Regions from separate parts of the Capra hircus genome. Here region 2 is linked to region 1. A link is a contact called in public Hi-C data. All regions are on one chromosome and are shown on one strand. The core of a region is the stretch at or near the end of the contact, and the rest is flanking DNA. Distances in the headings are between cores, read along the strand shown. Region 1 has its middle 120 kb from the start of TRNAG-GCC. Region 2 holds the start of HMX3 (homeobox protein HMX3).

The links. Hi-C and Micro-C count contacts between places; a contact is called where the count stands out from the background.
Region 2: a Hi-C map of blood shows a contact between it and region 1, with 2.6 times the contacts expected there. The contact joins the promoter of HMX3 here to the enhancer-like site in region 1. A contact is called at or near these places in 2 of 5 Hi-C or Micro-C datasets (both in blood).

What each region holds. Positions count from the first base shown.
Region 1 is chr26:8,883,498-8,889,383 of ARS1.2, forward strand. No RefSeq gene overlaps it. Among named protein-coding and RNA genes, the nearest start is that of TRNAG-GCC, 120 kb to the right of the region's middle. Within about 2 kb of position 2,899, at least 1 of the 5 cell types and tissues checked has an H3K27ac peak or open chromatin away from gene starts, as enhancers often do.
Region 2 is chr26:9,098,301-9,104,112 of ARS1.2, forward strand. It overlaps HMX3 (homeobox protein HMX3), which reads right to left and starts at 2,728. Exons shown (of 2, transcript XM_018041734.1): 1 at 2,329-2,728; 2 at 708-1,669. The coding sequence starts at 2,728. The coding sequence ends at 987.

The DNA of each region.
Region 1 (5,886 bases), core at 1,649-4,148:
CATGAGATGAGCAGGTACTGCTGAAATCCGTTTTAGACCTGGCTATCCTGGGCTCCAGCCAATGCTCTCCTGTCGTTGCCAGAGACACATACCACCTTTGCTCAGAGCCAGGGTCTTGGCAGCCAGGCATTCCTTGTCAAGTCTAGATCTTGCTTTTCTGCAACGCATTTGCAAGAGAAAAGGTGAAAGGCTCTTACAGGGCCCCAGTTTCCAGATCAGACAATAGCTATGTTCTAGCTGTGTAGCTTCAAAATCCATGTCTCAGCCACTAATGTACTGACTTGAGCTACATTACGATTGTGCAGAGCTCATGAATTTTAAAAGGCTCTTATGTTTAGGGATTTCCTGGGGGTCCAGCAGTTAAGACTTGACAATTCCACGGCAGGGAGCACAGGTTCAATCCCTGGTCAGGAAACTAAGATCCCACACGTCGTGTGGACAAAAATAAATGAATAAAAGACTCTCATGTTTGAATGTTTTAAGAAACATTGCATTCTCTATTCCTCTTGCAGACTCACACTTCTTAGCACTGTAAAGGCTCTGAGAAGTCCTGCAGTGAAGAAGCTGGTTAAACAACTTCATTCAGCCACCTTTCCCCATTGCTATGACCAATAAATTGTTTTCAAGAACTATCTTTTAAATCCCACGAAGCTGCTGTATAGGAGGCACAGCTCTGGTCCTTTCCAACACGGATGCTCTGGAATCTTTGGAGCACTGTATCCCTTCCGAAGGTGTCTGTGACATGTTCCAAGTCAAAGACATTTTCTGTTTTGTGACTTCCCTCTTCAGATTAGTAACTCCTTTGTTCTCAAGTGAGCACAGCCTTCTTCAAATGACTGTGCAAATAAAGGTCTATGAGAGTACAGGGAATATTGGGGGGTAATATAAAAATTAAGTGTGTGCTAAAGAATCAGTACATTGAGGGGGAGAAGGAAGGGGGGATGGGATGAATATATATACACTATTGGTACTATGGGACTGGAATTGATATATATATAATTATACACTATTGATACTATATATAAAATAAATAACTAATAAGAGCATACTGCATAGCACAGGGAACTATTTAATGCACTGTGGTGACCAAATGGGGAGGAAGTCCAAAAGGGGAGGGGCTATGTGCACATGTCTGGCTGATTCATTTCCCTGTACAGCAGAAACTAACACAACATTGTAAAGCAACTACACTCCAATAAAAATTAATTTTTAAAAATCACCGAGGGGAAAAAAACACAGCTTCCCAGGCGGCGCTAGTGGTAAAGAACTCACCTGCCAATGCAGGAGACGTAAGAGACATGGGTTCGATCCCTGGGTTGGGAAGATCCCCTGGAGGAGCCCACTCCAGTATCCTTGCCTGGAGAATACCATGGACAGAGGAAGCCTGGAGGGCTACAGTCCATGGGGCCGCACAGAGTCGGACAAGACTGAAGCGACTTAGCAGCAGCAGCACACTCAAATGAAAAAAGAACGGGTACCTTGGGGACTGTGTGCACCCCAGACGTGTGCGGCTGGAGGGGTGAGGACGGCTGGAGGGGCTTCCTTGGCTTCTGTGTGTCTTCCTTTGTACCTCTCTCCATCCTAACACCCCCAGCCAGCCTCTCCCTACCCCTCCTCACTCCCGCCACACATGGTCCCCCCACCACAAGTGGGGAACACGACCCCCAGCAGCCCCAGCTAAGCTAGCCTGACAGAGAGAGACAGACAGAGTTCTCTTTTCTCCCATTTTTGTATCAGCGCTGGGGCAGGACCTTGGGGCAACCAGCTTTACTCACACGTCCCCTGCTGGGATCCATCACCTGTCAGAAGGGTACGGTGCCACAGCTGGACCTCCTGGGTCATGTACTTCCCCCTGTGGCCAGGAGGGGGCAGCACTCAAGGGGTCCCAGCCCCACTAGGACTTCAGGGAGTGTGGAGAAGGGGGTCCCTAGAGGAGAGACTATTTCCACAAAAGGAAAGGAAAGGATGCTGGATGCACAACCAATAATCACAGCAGACCGCCACCCCTCTCAGGAAACATGTACAACGAAGCCTCGTGGTGACTCATCACTTCCGTTTATCTTAGCGAGAATCTTGAGTTTGCTCATAGTAGCCTATGGGAGGGATTCTGTCCTTACGTCAAAGGTATCTGTTGGTCTGCTTCCATCTATAGCATGTCCTCCTGTAAAAGGAGAATTTAGATGGTGGTCCATATTAACTCGGGCACCTGCTTGCAGTCCATGGGGTCGCAAAGAGTCAGACACGATTGAGCGACTGAACTGAACTGAACTGGATCACCGGCTGCTAGTCTGAACAAATGGGTCCTTTTCCTGAGTCTTCCCCCGTGAGTATTTCTGTCTGGACAAGGAGGACTTACGATCAAACCAGCCATTCACTGACACAGCCCAGAACCCTGAAATCACCAAAGCTGCTTGCGTCAGGGCAGAAGGTCGTTCAAGACTCAGTTCTTGCCTTTCCTGGAGTTTTGTCCATACCATGCCAAAACAGCTAACTTAAAAGTGAAAAATTAAGTTCATCACACAAAAGCATTGCCTCCTGAGTGCCAGTCAGCTGTGACCAAGGGTTTCCTAATAGTCACAGGTTGTTTAGGCATCATGGTCTGAAAATATATCAAGTTTATATTTTTTAAAAAAAGATGAGGATGCCCAGGCAGAAACAGTGGGACCACGTGTATGAGGGGGATTTAACTGCTCATGCTTGATTCCTCATTATTTTTAGAAAGAAAAGGGACTCCATGCCACACGTCAGCCTGGTGGTTCACTAGCTCCCAAATGGCTTGGAAACACGGCTCACAGCGGCCTTACAGCTGTGACCCAGGCATTGCTGGAAGACATCAGCACACGTCTGACACCCGCGCTGCCCAGACAGCGTGTGCACACCGCAGGAAGGCGCGTCTTAAGAGCAGCTGTCTGCAACAGCTTCTCAGAACATCCAGGATGCCTGGGGCAGGGCTCGGGGCACAGGTAGACCAGGGGAGGGGTGACCTTTGGACTGAGAATTGAAGGCTTCTGGGGATCATCCAGGAGCAGGGGCTGGGATGAGCGGAGAGCGGAGCATCGTGGGTGAGGCTTCTGCGTACGTGTGTGCGCTCAGTCGCTCAGTCGCGTCCGACTCTTTGTGCCCCGTGGACTGTAGCCCCCAGGTTCCTCTGTCCATGGAATTCTCGATGGGTTGCCATTGCCTTCTCCAGGGGACCTTCTTGACCCAGGGATCGAACCCGCATCTCTTGTGTCCCCTGCGTTGGCAGGCAGGTTCTTTACCACTGCGCCCCCTGGGAAGCCCAAGCCTGGGGAGTCCTGAGCGTCACTGAGGTGCTGTAACCACAGGCGTGTAGCTGAGGGCGCCAGACAGCATGGATCTGGTGGTAACACACACACAAGAGGCCGCGATGGAAGCGCCTGCGGCCCTGAGCTGACCCCTTCTCCCAGCCCCTGATGGGCTGAGCTCTCTCTCCAGCAGTCTCTGTGCCTCCTCTGAAGCAGGTCTGGTTTCTTCCGATTCTTGTCCAATTCAGAGAAGGGAGAGCTCCAGTAGAGACACGTGGATGTGCCCCATCCACAGTCATGGCAGCTTTGCCTTGAAAAATTAGCCATCTGATATGATCCTTTGAAAAGCTATGTGTACAACACGCCTTCTGAAACTAGGATCCAGATGGGGGTCACCCATCTGACTAAACTGAATTAACATACTTTCAGCCTTCAACTTTTTTTTAATAACATGTCCACCAGTGTGTACCCCCTTACCAGCAGGAAATGTGGGCTGACCATTAGGGATTTAGAAATACTGAAATTACCCCCATCCTCCTCTTTCTCTCCCAACTTGGCTCAACCTCCCTGGCTCTGGATATCTGAGGGGCCAGGGGCCACTCTCTCAGGTCTGGGCGGTGCTCAGGATGGAGACGAGGCCATGCACACCCTGTACCCACACTTAGAGCTCAGTGTGTGTTCCTCGGCCAGCCTCTCCTACCACCAAGAAGCAACCCCAGGGCAGGAACTCTCTCATAGAGCCTGGGAGTCAGCAGGAGCCCAAAAACTACCTTTTCAAAATGAATGAATGGCTGGTTGTGGTTGGTTGTGGTTGTGGTTTAGTCGTGTCTGACTCTTGCAAGCTCATGGACTGTAGCCCTCCATACTCCTCTGTCCATGGGATTTTCCAGGCAAGAATACTGGTGTGGGTTGCCATTTCTTTCTCCAGGGATCCCCTGGACCAGGGATCGAACCCATGTCTCCTGCATTGCAGATGGATTCTCTACCACTGAGCCACCAGGGAAGCCCTGAATGAATGACTGTGTGTGTTAGCTGCTCAGACATGTCCAGCTCTTGCATCCCACGGACTGTAGCCCACCAGGCTCCTCCATTAATGGGATTTTCCAGGCAAGAATACTCGAGTGGGTTGCCATCTCCTTCTCCAGGGGATCTTCCTGACCCAGGAACTGAACCATGGTCTCCTGCATTGCAGGCAGACTCTTCACCACCTGAGCCACCAAGGAAACCAGGGAACAAATTGCTGGGCACTCTTCAAAAGCAGAGACATGTTGGAACATGTTTGCCCTTCAGCACCTACAGGCATGAGTCACCTACACACGCCCTGGGGCTGATTCCTGTTGTAGGATGAAGGTGTCCACTGCCTGGCTTTTCAGGTGAGACCCAGGCAGAATGACATTTATCATCACTCCCCTTTTGCTAGAAAGATGACACTGTGACTTAGAGATGCTCTCTGTCCTGACAGTCAGGTGGTCTGTGGGGCAGCTACTCCTCCCCTCCAGGTGGTTAAGGACAATCAGTTAGAAATAGCCACGAAGGTCCCTCCACCAGCATGGTGTCATTGCTCATGACAGTCACAGAAAGAATCTAATTTTTCAAAACAGATTTTCTAAAGCCATTAATTACAGCATTATGCACTGTAATTACCCAGGTCAGGATTTTCACAACTCAGACCTAACTAAGTATATTATTAAATAATTAGCATACAGTTGGGATTTATATTTTACATATTTAAAAAGGCATGCTATGTTAGAAGCTCTGGAATGTCAATTCCATGCTCTATCACTCGGTCAGTAAAAGGGGTATCGTTGTGTCAGCCGTTGGCAGCTTTCAGTTTTCACACCTCCAGTACAATAACCCTTTAATTGAACATTTCCTCAAGAAATGGAGCGGAGATGTCACTGGAGAGATTTCCAGAAGCTCTGGGCTGTGGTGCAGAGACAGAAAGATATCCAGGGAAAGGATTCTGGCTACCAGTTCTTCCCTGCACAGAGCTTCACAGCCACAAAGGGTCTAAAGAAGTCATGGAGTCCCAAAGGTGTCAAGAACATTCTGGAAGATTCAAATAGCCAAGTTCAGGAAGTGTGGGGAAAGGCAAGTCCATCTGTAAACCTCAGAGAAAGGAGCAGGAGTCTCCAACAAGGACCAGGCTTGAAGGGAGGAAGCAATGGCTGTCTTCACTTAATTCATCAGCTATGCCAGGATATGCCCCGTCTCTGGGCCTTCCCTGTACTCTGTTCTCTGTGCCTGAATGGCTCTCTCTCAACAGCCCCCTCCAAAACCACCCCCCCTCCATTTGCTGTTTCTCTTCCGAAAGTGAGGCCATCAATTCATTCAGTGAGGCCAAAGGGGTGAACTGCCCACGCCAGCCGAGAGTTCAGAAGACCTGCGTGCCTGGAGCCCATCTTTTCCAGAGCCTTGTGGAGCTCCCGGCTGACTGCTTGGTGACCTTTGAAAGGTGAGCAGAGGAGGGAAGGGAAGGAACAGCGACTCAGTGCCTGCTTCCAGAGCATCCCAGAGGGAAACCTTCACATCCAGGAAAGGCATTGAGAAAAGACCTCTTAAACAGAGGGGAAAGACCAGCAGCAGATGCTTCTGAAACTTCTAGAGCTACAAATGGATG
Region 2 (5,812 bases), core at 1,478-3,977, 210 kb after region 1:
AGGAAATTCTGTACAATATTGCACAGGTCAAAACTACAACAGTTACTGCAGAACAAAAAGGTAGGGGGAGAGGATAAAAAAATAGGTTTGTTTGGGTTTTTTCAATATTGAAATCACTCTCTCAAAACAAGGAACAAAGTAACAATAGGAATATTAATAATAATTTACCAACAAATGAAATTTCCCAAACAGAGGCTACTAATAAATAAGACCATTCACACCAGGCCAGATGTGAGGGTGTTTCAACAATCAGAAGTCTGATTGTGGGCTATCTTGTCCTTTCCCTTTAAACACTTAGAGAATTCATCCATCACAAAAAGGGACTGATGAAGAGGTGAACTGCAACAGACCTCTGCCGGAGAGAGGAGAGAGAAAAGTGGCCTGAGTCTGGGTTCTTATGAGAAGCTGCTCAGATTCTGAAAATTGGGGAATAATTGATTGGGAGTGAAGGGGAACAGCCACACCCAGAGATCCAGAATAAAAGTACAAGGTGAATTCTCTCTGTCTCCCTCTCGACTTCTGAAAATAGTTCTTTAGAAAATGAATAAACTGAGGGTTCAGGCTTTGCGTTTACTTTCCTTGTATAAAAATAAACCCAAAAAGTCACAGCGCAATGAGAATCTGGGGGTAGGGGTGGGGGTGCAGGTGGGGGTGGGGGTGGGGGGGTGAGAGGATCGCACATTTTACAAAAGCTTCCAGCTGAAATATTTGACCTGGAAATGTCTCTTTCTTGCTTTCTCTTAATATAAACCGAAACCAAAAGTAAGAGGGGAAGCGCCTCAAATCCATTAGGGGTGAATTGCACGAAAATGCATTGCAAATACTTACAAAAAAACGCTACCGACTTGGGGAGGGGAGGCCGGGGCCGCGCGCCGGAGCCCCGGTTCCCGAAGGCCGCTGGACGTCTCGGCGCCCTCTGCCCGGCCCAGTCTCCTCCGGGGTCTGGGAAGAGGGCCGGGCGCTCCCTTCTCCTCCCCTCTCGGGCCTCAGACGGGCCGGAGCAGCGGCACGGACGAGACTACCGGGTGCGAGTAGTACACGGGGTGCGGGAAGGTGAGCAGCGGCTGGCTGACCGGCACCGGGGCCCCCGCGGCCGCGGCCGCTGCGCCCTCGGCGGCCGAGTTCTCGTGGTAGAGGATGGGCACGCGCACGATGCGCTGCGCCGCGGCGTGGCTCAGGTTGGCCGCCTCCAGCTCGGCCGCCAGCTGCCGCTTCCACTTGTTGCGGCGGTTCTGGAACCAGATCTTGACCTGCGTCTCGGTGAGGTGCAGGGACGCGGCCAGGCCGGCGCGCTCTGAGCTGCTCAGGTAGCGCTTCATGTCGAAGGTGGACTCGAGCTGGAAGACCTGGCTGCGCGAGAAGACCGTGCGCGTCTTCTTCTTGCGGCACGCGGGCTTCTTCTCTGGGCTCTCGGCGCCCTTCTTCCAGTCCTCGGTGCCCGGCGTCGCCGCCGCCGCCGCCGCAGCCCCCACACTCGCCCCGGCCGCGCCCGGCGCCGCCTCGCCCTCCTTCTTGCCTTCCTCCGAATCGCTCTCCTCCAGAATGATCTCGTCTGGGCTCTTGGAGTCCAGCTCCTTATGGTCTGGGTCGGCCTTCAGCAACGGCTCGGGGGAGTCGCGATCGGTGCCCGAGGCGGGGGAGGAGTCTCGCAACAGGGCCTTCTCCGAGGCTGGAGAGAGACAGACAGACGGACGCACAGTCACACACACACACACGCACAAGGACACAGCCTTCAGCGAGGCCTGGCGCCTGGGGGGGGGCCGCAGGCTCACGCCGCGACAGCCTCCGGGCTCCAGGCCTCGAGGCCTCACCATTCCCGAGGGCCTCCTTCCCGGCTGGGCCAGAAGAGGGGCCCCGCGCCCCGACATCCGACCTTCTCCCAGGGACAGGCTGGAGCGACCCGGAGACGGCGGCGTGGCCGGTTTCTTTCCCTCAGTTCCCCCACCAGGGGCCCGCGGACAGATTCGCCTCCAGTTTAGGCACCTCCCCCCCCCCGGGTCACTCCCTTCATCCAGACCAGGTTCCCCTTGTCCCAGCCGCCTGAAGCCTCCTCCCCATTGGTGCCCGAGATCCCTGTTCCCAGGGAGCGCCATGCCGGCGCTCCAATTCCACTTCTTTTCTCACCAAGTGGGATTGGATTCCTGGGCAGCGCAACAGAGCGCGCGGGCAGGAGTTCCAAGTTAGGGGACGGAGAAAGTTGGCCAAACAAGCGCGTTTGTGGGTTGCAATGCAGGTCGGGGGTGGGAGGGTGGTCCCAGGGCTGCGATGGGGCGCAGTGCTGAAAGGCTTGTGGGGGAAGACAACGAAAGTTCAAAGAGAGGTCGGTACCTTCAGGTCGCGGGAGGTGGCTGCCGGCGGGGGTCAGGGTGTAGGGGTACCACCAGGCCGGGGAGCGCTCCAGGTAGTGCGCGGGCAGGGCAAACCTCTGCGCCGGGATCTCAAAGCGGGGGAAAGCCAGGTCGCCCACCTGCGAGAGCGCGAAGCCCGCGGCTCCCTCCAGGGCTCCCTTGGCCGCAGCGGCCGCAGCGGCGGCGGCGGCGGCGGCGGCTGAGGCCGGAGCGAAGAGCGTCCGTGGGGGCGGCTGCGGCTTAGGGGGCGGCCGATGGTGGTCTCCGTTGAGTAGGTTCTTGATGGAGAACGGGGACTCCTTGGGCGCGGGAGGCGGGGGCGGCGGCGGTGGGGGCTGCGCGCTAGCGGTGCCGGGGGCGTCCGGCCCGGGCTCAGGCATGGTCCCCTCTCCTCCGAGTCCCCGGGAGGGAGGGAGCGGGACAGGCGGGCGGCTGGGCGAGCGGACGGGCGCCGGAAATCAGACCATAAACGGAACTCAACTACGGGGCGCAAAGTCGGGGGCCGCCCCAGGCGCAAATCCAGCGGCAGGAGGGCGGGGTGAGGGCCCGGCCGGGGCGGGCTCGCATGGGGGAGGGGTGCCGAGGGGCGGGGAGCGGCCCTGCCGCGGCACCGAGGGAGCGAGGCGGCTCGGCGGCGGCGGCGGCGGCTGCGGCTCCTGGGGAGGAGGCGGCAAGAGCAGTCCCCGGCTTGGGGCTGCGTCAATCCGGCGCCGGATGCTAATGATGAAATCAAAATGTCATCCAAGTTAAATGCGGGGAGTATACGGCGATTGGGCGCGTACAATGGCAAATGGGATTAGGCAGGCGAAGGCGCAGCCCGAGCCGGGCCCCGCAGCCGCCTGCGCCACCGCCCCCTCTTCGCCTTGCCTCGGATTTTGGCGCTTTGGCTTCGGGCTATAAGAGCCCGCCTGTTATTGGCTTTATATAGTCCAATTAGGCAGCAAATGAGGACAAGCCTATTAGCACAAAAGGATATTGGCTCCTGCTAAAGAGGCACTCGGAGCGCTCCGGCGAGCGCAGGAGGCGAGCGAGGGACGTGGAGCCGGCGGCGCCCCGGGTAGGAGCGCACTGACAGCCGCGGCGCCCGGAGCCCGCGCCTCCCTCTCCCCCCTGCAGCTCGGGGACCCGCTACCAGCCGCCTGGCCTGCGGGAGGGGTAAGGGGAGGGCCGGGCCCGCCCGGGTCACCTCGGGGTTATCCGCGCTCGCAGCTGCCTCTTCTCCGCCCCCCAGGGGCTTGGCAGGGGTCCGCCGCCCCCACGCAGCTGGAGAGCCAAGCAGCGCCAGCCCAGGAGGCTGGACGCGACCTCCGATCTCCAGTGAACTCAGCACTTGCCTACCCTTTGGGGGTCCAGCATTTTCCCTAAATCAAGCTAAAGGCGCAGCCAAGAAGAGGGGATTTGGGTTCCCCACCCACCGTCTCGTCGACAGGAAGGGACCTGGACTCAAAGTCCTTACACCGCGTCCGCGGTCTCAGGAATCCGCGTGGCCTTGGCCTTTGGCCTTGGTAAACCGAGGAGAGAGCCTTCCCTCGAGAGTAGGAGCGGCTGTGCGTCTCTACGCACCGGGTGTGCGCGAAAAACGGGCTGACGCCTGGGCGTCACTCGGTGGGGCGATGGGCACCGACGCTCTGCAGGGCATTCCTCTAGTCTGGCCGCCGGGGCCCAAACGTTGCCGATCAACTCTGAGCCCGTTGCCCCGAGAATGCACTTTCTCCAGGGAAGCCTCTCCCGCCAGCGTTTGGAGCCGCCTAACGCTTCAGTGGGGGCAGTGCGATCTGTAGGCACAACAGCGTGCCTTCCTCTGCGGCGGACTTGGCACGGCACCGCAGCACGTCCCGACTGCCGTCAAGTCCCTGGAGAACCCTGCTGGACTTCTGAGCTGCACGGAAGGTTACTCTGCTCCATGGACTTTAAAATCAACTCTCCAAATTGCACAAGAAAGGCAGGCATTTAAGACTCGAACCATCAAATAAACCAGAATTGCTTGCGGGTTCCCTGGTCAGAGAAAGATGGGAAAGTGTCGGTCACTCCCTTCCATGCACTATGAGCTTCCATACACCTGAGGTCTTTTGGTGGCCCCTTCTTCTACTACCGTCCTTTTTTTTTTTTTTTTTTCGTTAGATCTAGTCCTCACCTAACTCAAGGCCGCCCTGCATTGGCTGGCGCGACTGCTTTTGTCACCCATTTGAGAAGTAGGCATGTTTTATCTTCCGATCTGGGGCTTCCCACCTTTCCCCACCAAATCTCAAAGGGCGCATTTAATGTTTCTTTCAGCAAATACTCACCTGCAGTAGTGAACCCTGTATTGATTTGCTTTGGGAACCAGGAATCATTGTAAATGGTGCTTCCATAAACAGTTATTAGCCTCATTATCATCACTTCCTTGAGTTTGCACAGGGCTTTGCTGGAATCTAAAACGCTATTCCATCCAAAAATCTGACTTTGGAACCAGTCACAGCCCTAAGACGAACATTCAGGTTTTATAGATAGAAAAATGATCCTGGAGAGGAGACCTGGCCAAGGTCACCCAACCAGTGCTGGACACCCGGAAGTCATTTCCTCCCAGACTACAGAAATAACTGGAGGCGTCTATGTCTAAACCAGTTCAGTGGGCACCGCCCACACCGACCTGCCACGCGGCAGAGACAATGACGGAGTGGCCCCTGCGTGTCTCTGCGCGCGCGCGTTGCGGGAGCTCTCCAGTCTCAGGCAGAAGCGTGCAGAACTTGGCAAAAGTTCTGACGCAAGGAGAGCTCTTTAAGCTGAAACGAGCAGGAAAGTTGCTCATCGCCCGAGAAGAAAGAAGCGTTCCGCAGACTTCGCCGCAAAGTTCTGGCTGGGGAAGTGGGCTCTTGGCTAATTGCGACCGGGGACTAGCAGGCTGGCGGGCGAAGAGTCCGCCTAGAACAGTAGACCCTGCACCCTGGGCGCTGCTGCCGGAACCTCACTCCCTCACTCTCTCTGGTCCCAAGTTCTCACGGTGTATTCCCTGCCAAGGGCGCGCAGGTGCGTTGGCTGGGGTATGTGAGTCTTGACCAGAAAGATGAGATGCTCGGGCGTCAGCACCCTCAGCTCATCCCCTAAATTTCAGGAATGCTGAATTTCAACAGCCAGGAGCACAGATTTAAAAAAAAATTTTTTTTTCCCCTGCCTCTTCCAGAAAGCTCGTGGATCTAGGGTCCCAGACAGGAACAGAGACCTTCACTCGCCCTCTGGCGAGCGGTGTTGAGCCTCTGTTTATCTTTAGCCCGCAACTCCATTCAAAGTCAGGCAAACGGCGCCCTCTATGGGACATCCTCTAAACCAAACCTGCGGGCTCCCGGTGAGAAACCACAATCCTGGCACACAGCGTTTAAAAACACTCGCGGGCTTACTCTTCCTGCTCTTGGCTTGCGGACAAAAAAAGCACTTTTTCCCCCCCTGAATTCCGAGACAAGCAGAGAGTGAAACACCTGCGGATCTCT